Regions from separate parts of the Gossypium hirsutum genome. Here region 2 is linked to region 1. A link is a contact called in public Hi-C data. All regions are on one chromosome and are shown on one strand. The core of a region is the stretch at or near the end of the contact, and the rest is flanking DNA. Distances in the headings are between cores, read along the strand shown. Region 1 holds the start of LOC107893908 (auxin-responsive protein SAUR50). Region 2 has its middle 4.8 kb from the start of LOC107903711.

Region 1 (3,837 bases), core at 396-2,895:
TTCGGTGATCATCGGTGGGCCTTTCTCGTCTCCTGTTTATTCTCAAACCATTTCTCTCCGAACCAATCTCATTTACAGAACATGCAAGTGTCTTTCATGGACTGTGACTCATGGGGTAATCCATTTGCTGTTTTTTTTTTTTTCAGTAAATCTTGAATTGATCCCTCAACCTGTCAATATAAAAACAACTTGATTTTGCCCTTCTTTTCAGTTGGTCAACATTTTAGGATTATAAGGAAGATTCGGGTTAAGTTTGAAAAACGCAACTATATGTTGCATATTAGTATCAATTAAGACCTTCAAACCAATGTACTTACGTTTGTTCTAGTGCCTTGTTGGGGTTTTAAGGATCTGTTTTGTCATGAAAACGTTTAGGGGGTCTTAGCCTGAGGAAAACAAAAAGAAAAAACCAAATCAGACACTACATCTATTGCCATTTTGGAACACTTTGTGAGCCTCAGAACATGGAGGCATTTGAAGAATAGCAATTATTGTCTCTAAAACTATATAAAAAAATATATTTCCTTATTTTTTAAGTGGTGGAGATTTCAGACAGGACCACATTCAAAAGAAAACCCATCGGCCCTTTGGGACATTCTTTTCCAAACTGCACCCAACACTCAAGGGGCTTTTATGCCCTGGCATGTTTGGCTTAATTTCAATTTTTTTGATTAAAAATGGCTAACTGAATTGAAATGCTGACCATGTAAGGAAAAAAAAAAGCAATTCTATGATCAAAACCTGCAAATGTAACAGTAATTAAAAAACCACATGGGTTTCTGCAAAAAGCCTTTGGATACTGCATGCAGTGAAAATTTGTTGTGTTTTTTGTGCCTTTCAGACTCAGGACACAGAATCACAAGCCAAAACAATCACAAATATCCAAAACCAACAAAACTGTTGTACAGTACTCTCCAGTACACTTACAATCGGTCCCCGATTTCAGGTAGAAACACACACAGAGATGAACCAAGGCAAACTCCTTGTAAATTATAAAGAACTATAGTAAAAGGACTAAATGCATTAAAAATGCATTCTACATTGTGTTAGGAAATATATTACAAAACCAAATTGTTAGTATTGAAAGGATAAATAAATTGAGTATAAATAAATAAAATAATCCATGTGTCATTGAAGTACTGATAGATATATTTGTATAGTGAACATTATCCTCCAAAAAACAAAAAATAATAGAAGATTTTTCTGGACCGGAAAAAAAAATTCTAAAAACAGAACAGAAATTTTATTAAAAAAATAAGCACCAAAAGCGAAGCAGCAATAGCACATGTATTGGCCGTTTACTCTTAATTACTCAATATAATAAGTAATACTCTCTTACAAAATTTTTTCTCAAACTAATATGGAATTACCCGCATTGTACTACCAACACCTTGTACAAATTTTAACAAAAAAGAAAAACAAAAACATCAAGTTGCAGTGGCTATTTAATTCTACGATATCAACATTAGAAGTAGCTAAATCAGAAGATAGGGAAAGAGGGACCATTTTGTCATTAGGAGGACCAACAAAGAATAGAAATTCAAATGGGGTGGTTTGGCTCCCATCATGTCCTTTACACATATAACACACACATACATACATACCCTAATAACACCCGTGGCTTGTCCCTTTAGGGTTTGCCCCCACAGTCCCACATGACCCTTGAGGCTTAGCCTCAACTATCCATAAATAAATAACCCGCCATCTCCCCCTCCCAATCCTCCCATCCCACTACACCTTCTATTCTACTACCACTTCCACACAACAACAGCAATGGCAATTAGAAAACCATCCAAACTGCCTCAAACCGCAGTTCTGAAGCAAATCCTGAAGAAATGTTCAAGCTTAGGCAGGAAACATGGATATGACGAAGATGGGCTCCCACTTGACGTACCAAAAGGTCACTTTGCCGTTTACGTTGGTGAAAACAGAAACAGATACATCGTCCCTATCTCATTCTTGACCCACCCTGAGTTCCAATGTTTGCTTCGACGAGCGGAGGAAGAGTTTGGGTTTAACCATGATATGGGCCTTACCATCCCTTGTGAAGAAGTTGTTTTTCGCTCTCTTGCATCTATGCTTAAATGAAAATGGGAAAAAAGAATATATTGAGTTGCGAAATGAAGGGGTTCTGCCTTTGCATTTTTGGAGAAAGATGGCCAAGAGAAGCATAGCAACCATATATATTGAATAGCTAGTTTCTCTTTTTTCTAACATCATTTCTTCATTGTGATTCTTGATCCCTTTTGGGGTTCTTTCTTTTCTTTTTACTACTTCGAACCCGGGGTTTTTAATGTTTTATTAATTAGTTATTAGTGACTCTAACTAGACCTAAGAATTATAACATTTTCTGGGTCCAACCATTTGTATAAACTTGTGTTTCCTCACAAATTTTGTGAGAGAAGTTGAATGTTAAGGAAACAACCTTATTTTATCTTCCCATGCAAATCAGGTAAATATTTTCTTTATAATTATTATTATTAATTATAGCTTAGCTCTAGGTCGGGAAAAGCATAATCCTGAGTCAAACTCAAAACCAAAGCGGAGGACATGTAATGTAAGGAAAAAGAAAAAAATTAGAATCAGCAACTTGTCTGAGAATGTGGAATCACAGGTTTCTTTTGTTCAACTGTTGTTCATAAGATATTTATACTTGGGTCATTATGTTTTTTTGTTTCTTTCTTTTCATGCCTGATTAGTGAAGGAAGAATATGGGTTTAAAATCAAATGTGCTAAATTTGAAAAAACTAGAAGAACTATTCTCATTCAAATAATGATACAAAATCAATTTTTTTAAATATTTGTTTATTTCAACTACTCATTAAAATTATCTTTATTATCACATAATATAATTTGAAATAAATGTTTCATGCAAGAAATTTCCTCGAAAAAGCAAAGGCATCATGATTGCATCCATATTTCATTCTCACGTATTAGTTGACTACTGGGGTATGCTCTTTACTCCATTAATGATGATTTTATCTGATCTAATCCTCAGCCAACATTAATTATTGCATTTGATACATCGCTCTCATTCTAAATACTAACCCCTTCAATCTTTTAAATCCAAGACTTTTCACTCTCTTCGAAGGTGTATAAATTTACTATATAAGATTAATGCATCATACTTGCTTTAGAGTATTTGGCGTAACACACGCAAAAGCTTTCAAAATAATTAATTTTAATTCACTTCAATCTCCTCAAAAGTTATAAAATAGTAAAATTTATAATTCAATTATAATATTTATAAAATTACATGTGTATCATTATTTTTATTTTAAATACTTTCATTTTTTAACCTTAGTTTAATTATAATATTTCATTATTTTAAAAATGAATCAAATTTTTCATAGATTATAAATTGAGATACTCATTTAAAAAAAAGTATAATTAAAGTATGGTTATGTTCGTTTCACAATTCATGAAACTTAATTTTTTTGGTGTTCGTGACTACCCCTCCCAATATTGTTATCTTCAAGGTTTGAACCTGAGTTCTCTTCATGGGAATGCAACATGCTTTACCACTATCTTATCTTTACATTTTTCCCAAACTTCGTCCCTTAAAGTATTTGGACTCCTTCAAGTTTGGTCATTATTTTTTGTTTTAACCATCATTTGCCTTTCTCTCTTAGCCACAAAATTTATCCAACTTGACATCCACTCCTATTCAATATAACTACCTTAAGGTCAGCTACTATACCAACTTGTTCGAAACGTATAATAGTGATACTTCAAATCTTATTACTCAAGCTATCAATACATGCACTATTTAGCAGATGAAAGACACATTGTGCTTGGAGTTGATGATAGAGGAGGTGTCTTTTTTCATATTAATCC
Region 2 (3,837 bases), core at 735-3,234, 87 kb before region 1:
ATATGATGTTCAAAATTTGGGTTGGACTATCCCGATCGAATTTGGGGCATAACATAACCTACCTCCCTATCATCTATGCCTATAGAATAAAGTGCTTGATGATTAGGACCTAGGCCAAGCCAATGTTTCTGTAAATACCATCTTCCAGCATCAAAGTAGGAAGATATAAGAACTTAACCACTTATTATGATCAACCGACAAGATCCCTTTCCCAACTTTTTATATACATCCCAAACCTCCATCCTCAATGCTTTTTGCACCATATATGATGTGAACCATCATCATTATCTACTTAAATAGTTTGTATAACTAAAAATGTTATAAAACTTTTAATAATTCATATTATTTTATATTTTTTTAATAAAGAAAATTTAAAAACCACAAACATAACATTCATATGTAAAATCTACCTAAATCTACCTAAAGTTCATTAGTAATTTATGTTTTGCATCCACAATTCTTCAATGCAAGGAATGACATTATATGCATTTATATGTATGTATGTATGTATGTATACATGCAACCTTTGAATTGAATAAATGATAATAATTAATTTCCTAGTAAAACAAAAGCTTGAAAACAAATCATGGGTCTTTATTATTTAAAGCTGAAAGCAAAGTCATTTAGGAAATTCGACAATCTTAGAAGACAACCACAGAATTAATCAAATCATATAAATGCATGTTCTTGCTTAATAAAATTGATTTGAATGAATTAAACAGTGGTTTGTATTTTAGGGCTAACATTTCGTTTGGGTTAAGGAGGCTCACGAATTGATAAGATTCTATTTTCGTCTTATTGAAAACCGACAAAATTATAGCATGAAATTTTTTTTGATAAAATTTTAATTTATAATTGTAAAATTATAAATTAATACAATAATGAAACTCATTTTTCCTCCTTATTAGATTTTTTTTAAAAAAATTAATAAATAATTCACTGATGGCTTAACCAAATGCTCAACTTCATGTTTACTTCCCAAAAAACAAATTACCATTAAGATAACACATTCGATAGATTTTTTTATTGTTCCACAAGTCAAGTAAAAGGAAAATGTCTAAATTTAGAGGGCCCTCAACCTAAATTATCCATCTCCTTCAATCAATTGAGGTTTTGGCATACAACCTTGATTTTTATGTTTTTGTTTTGATTTCATAATAACAAGTCCCAGTACAAAGAAAGATGTTACATGTCTCTTTGAACAGACTTTTTCTTTTTCAAAGATTTATCATTATCTAATAGCAATTTAGAAAAGCACTGTATCAGTGCCTATCGTCTAATTCTGATTTTAATATCTATATTATGTTCTCCGATTTATAATATTATAAGTAGAACTAGATTGATATTACCATTAGTTGATGTTGTTAAAGTGATGGTGTGATGATTCTTTTAAAATTTCAGGTATTTAGTTGAGACATAAATTTATTATTTTTTAAATATAATTAATAAATTTTCATGCTACTTTAATTATGTAATCGAATAACAATAAAAAAAAATCACTTATCACTTTAACAATAACAATTTACCTTATTATCAATTTTAATCTACTAATACTACAATAAAAAAATTTATATCTCAACTTTTAGCTAAGACCATAATTATATCTCAAATCAATTCACTTTGGGTACGGATAGAATTTTTATAATATTGAAGTAAATCATAATTCGGAATAGAAATATATATTGGATGTCTTCGTAAGATATATTTTATTTTTAGAACGAGAATTAAATTTAAACTTAAAAGATAATATTATTAGAAGAAGAAATTACAAAATTCTAAAAGAGTTAGGATGTTTATAGATGATAAAACAATATTTTAAAAAATTATGAATGAATTATTGGGGTCTAGAGGCCGCTGAAAGCATGGATGGGAATGGGAGGTGGCCCTGGCGACACTGATTAAGCCAAATTGGTGGTGATGGGTGTTGGTTTATGATTTATGATGGAACTGACTCTGTCTTATCGCTGAAAGATTGAAGTAATTTGGTTGGTAATGTAAATGCGAGTTGAAAGATGAACTTGGACTATGCATTGAGGCCAATAACCAGCTAAGTTTTGAAGGGATAATGTTGCACTTTTTACTTGACTAGCATGCTAAGTGGACCCACCATGCCCACTCTCACAAACCCCACTCATTCTTTTCAAGGACTTTCATAATAGCTACTGCCTACTCCATAATATTCTAAACCATTTTTAAACAAAACTTCAAAACTTGGTTACCAATTATATTATGTATTATTGATTCATTTTGGTCTATTTTTTTATACTTTGATGATATATTTTTATATATGTTTGAAGTGTTAAAATACAAGGTAAAACCTGAATTTACACATTTATTGTGTAAGTACAAGACTTTTAGTGTTTAAGATTTTTTTTATTTGAAAATATCTCTCTAAAGGATCAATTATAATTAAATTTATCTTAAAAAGAGAAAGTAAATAATTTCCTATATTTTAAAATTTGCTTTTTATTTAGCGTTTTCTTTTTTTAGGGCGACAGCTCATTTTCCCTTTTATCCTTAATTTTAAGTTTTCATCCTATAAATAAACCAAAAAAAGAATTTTTTTCTTAGAAGGAGCTGGGGAATGTTAGCCGCCAGTTGTTAATGTTTTAAGTTTTTTATTAATAAAATTTCATTGTTATGAGTAGCAATTTGAAATCATGCTAAGATACTTTTCATCTTGGTATTTGTTGATTCTCTAATTTATAAAAAAAGATAGGATAGTATTATTAGTATTGTTCTGTTTGATACTTGGACTAATATTTTGTTTGTAAACTAATTCAAATTTTATTTTTATCAAAGAATAAAATTAACTTGGTTGAATTGAGAGCAGCCAGGGTGACTTCAAAGGGAATTAGTGATATAATTTAAACAGCTCATGCATTTGAGTTTATTAACTTGAGTTGGGTTCTTCTGGACTACTGAAAGCTGAGCTTAGGTTGTTCATTTGGCAAGAGTTAATCGTCGAGCTGTTATTGTGGTTAATTGGCAAGAGTTATGTGGTGAAGATTCAATTTGTTGTATAATAATTTTAATTTTATGTATTTACATGTCTCTTTTAATATAAATTAATTGTAAAATAATTAATAGTTAATTTTTCTAAAACTCCCATCTTTAATTGACACAACCAAAATTATTATACAACAAATTGAATCCTAAAATTTAAGAAACCAAAATAAGTTCAAAGATATTAAAAGCAAGGACTAAATAAAGATTAGAATTAAAATAAAATTTAAAAGTGAAGGACTTAAATAGAAAATATCCCAAAATAGAATAGCTGGTTGCCCCTATTGTTTTAATTTAGTAAAAAAGAGGGTTTGATTGAGGAGGCAACGCAATAAAGCATGAGATTGTAGGGTGCAGTGTTGGGTGATATATTTTGAAATAGCATGCTAGTAATGTATGATGAATTATTACCACTGATGTCTAAACATTACAAAACGTTGTATATGTTTGATATATTTGTGTGAAGAGCAATTATGATTTCAGTTACACTCACAATTGCACTTTGAGGCATTCCTCAATCAAATCAATCGTTTGAGACTTCATTTTTTGGTTTTTGGAATTACTTTGTGTTCCATCTATTATCTTCACTTGTACTATTCCAAATCTAAAAGGATCAAATCATAAAAGATTGATGCAATCCAAGTTTTATTTATTTATTTATTTATCCAGATTGGATCATGTTCAGGGTGAAGTCACAAATTTCTTTTAAAAAAATTAAAGATAAATCATAATTTTTTGATATCAATATATAATTTTACAAAATTTTAAGGACTAAATGTCAAATCTACCAATTTCTTTTAGGGAGATAGGGCAAGGCCATCGGCTGCCCTT

The links. Hi-C and Micro-C count contacts between places; a contact is called where the count stands out from the background.
Region 2: a Hi-C map of leaf shows a contact between it and region 1, with 2.9 times the contacts expected there. The contact joins the enhancer-like site here to the promoter of LOC107893908 in region 1. A contact is called at or near these places in 2 of 34 Hi-C or Micro-C datasets (both in leaf).

The regions. Positions count from the first base shown.
Region 1 is chrA13:43,324,111-43,327,947 of Gossypium_hirsutum_v2.1, reverse strand. It overlaps LOC107893908 (auxin-responsive protein SAUR50), which reads left to right and starts at 1,645. Exons shown (of 1, transcript XM_016819054.2): 1 at 1,645-2,434. The coding sequence starts at 1,774. The coding sequence ends at 2,088.
Region 2 is chrA13:43,411,593-43,415,429 of Gossypium_hirsutum_v2.1, reverse strand. No RefSeq gene overlaps it. Among protein-coding and RNA genes, the nearest start is that of LOC107903711, 4.8 kb to the right of the region's middle. Within about 2 kb of position 1,984, at least 4 of the 9 cell types and tissues checked have an H3K27ac peak or open chromatin away from gene starts, as enhancers often do. A contact at or near this core is called in leaf, where this site is marked.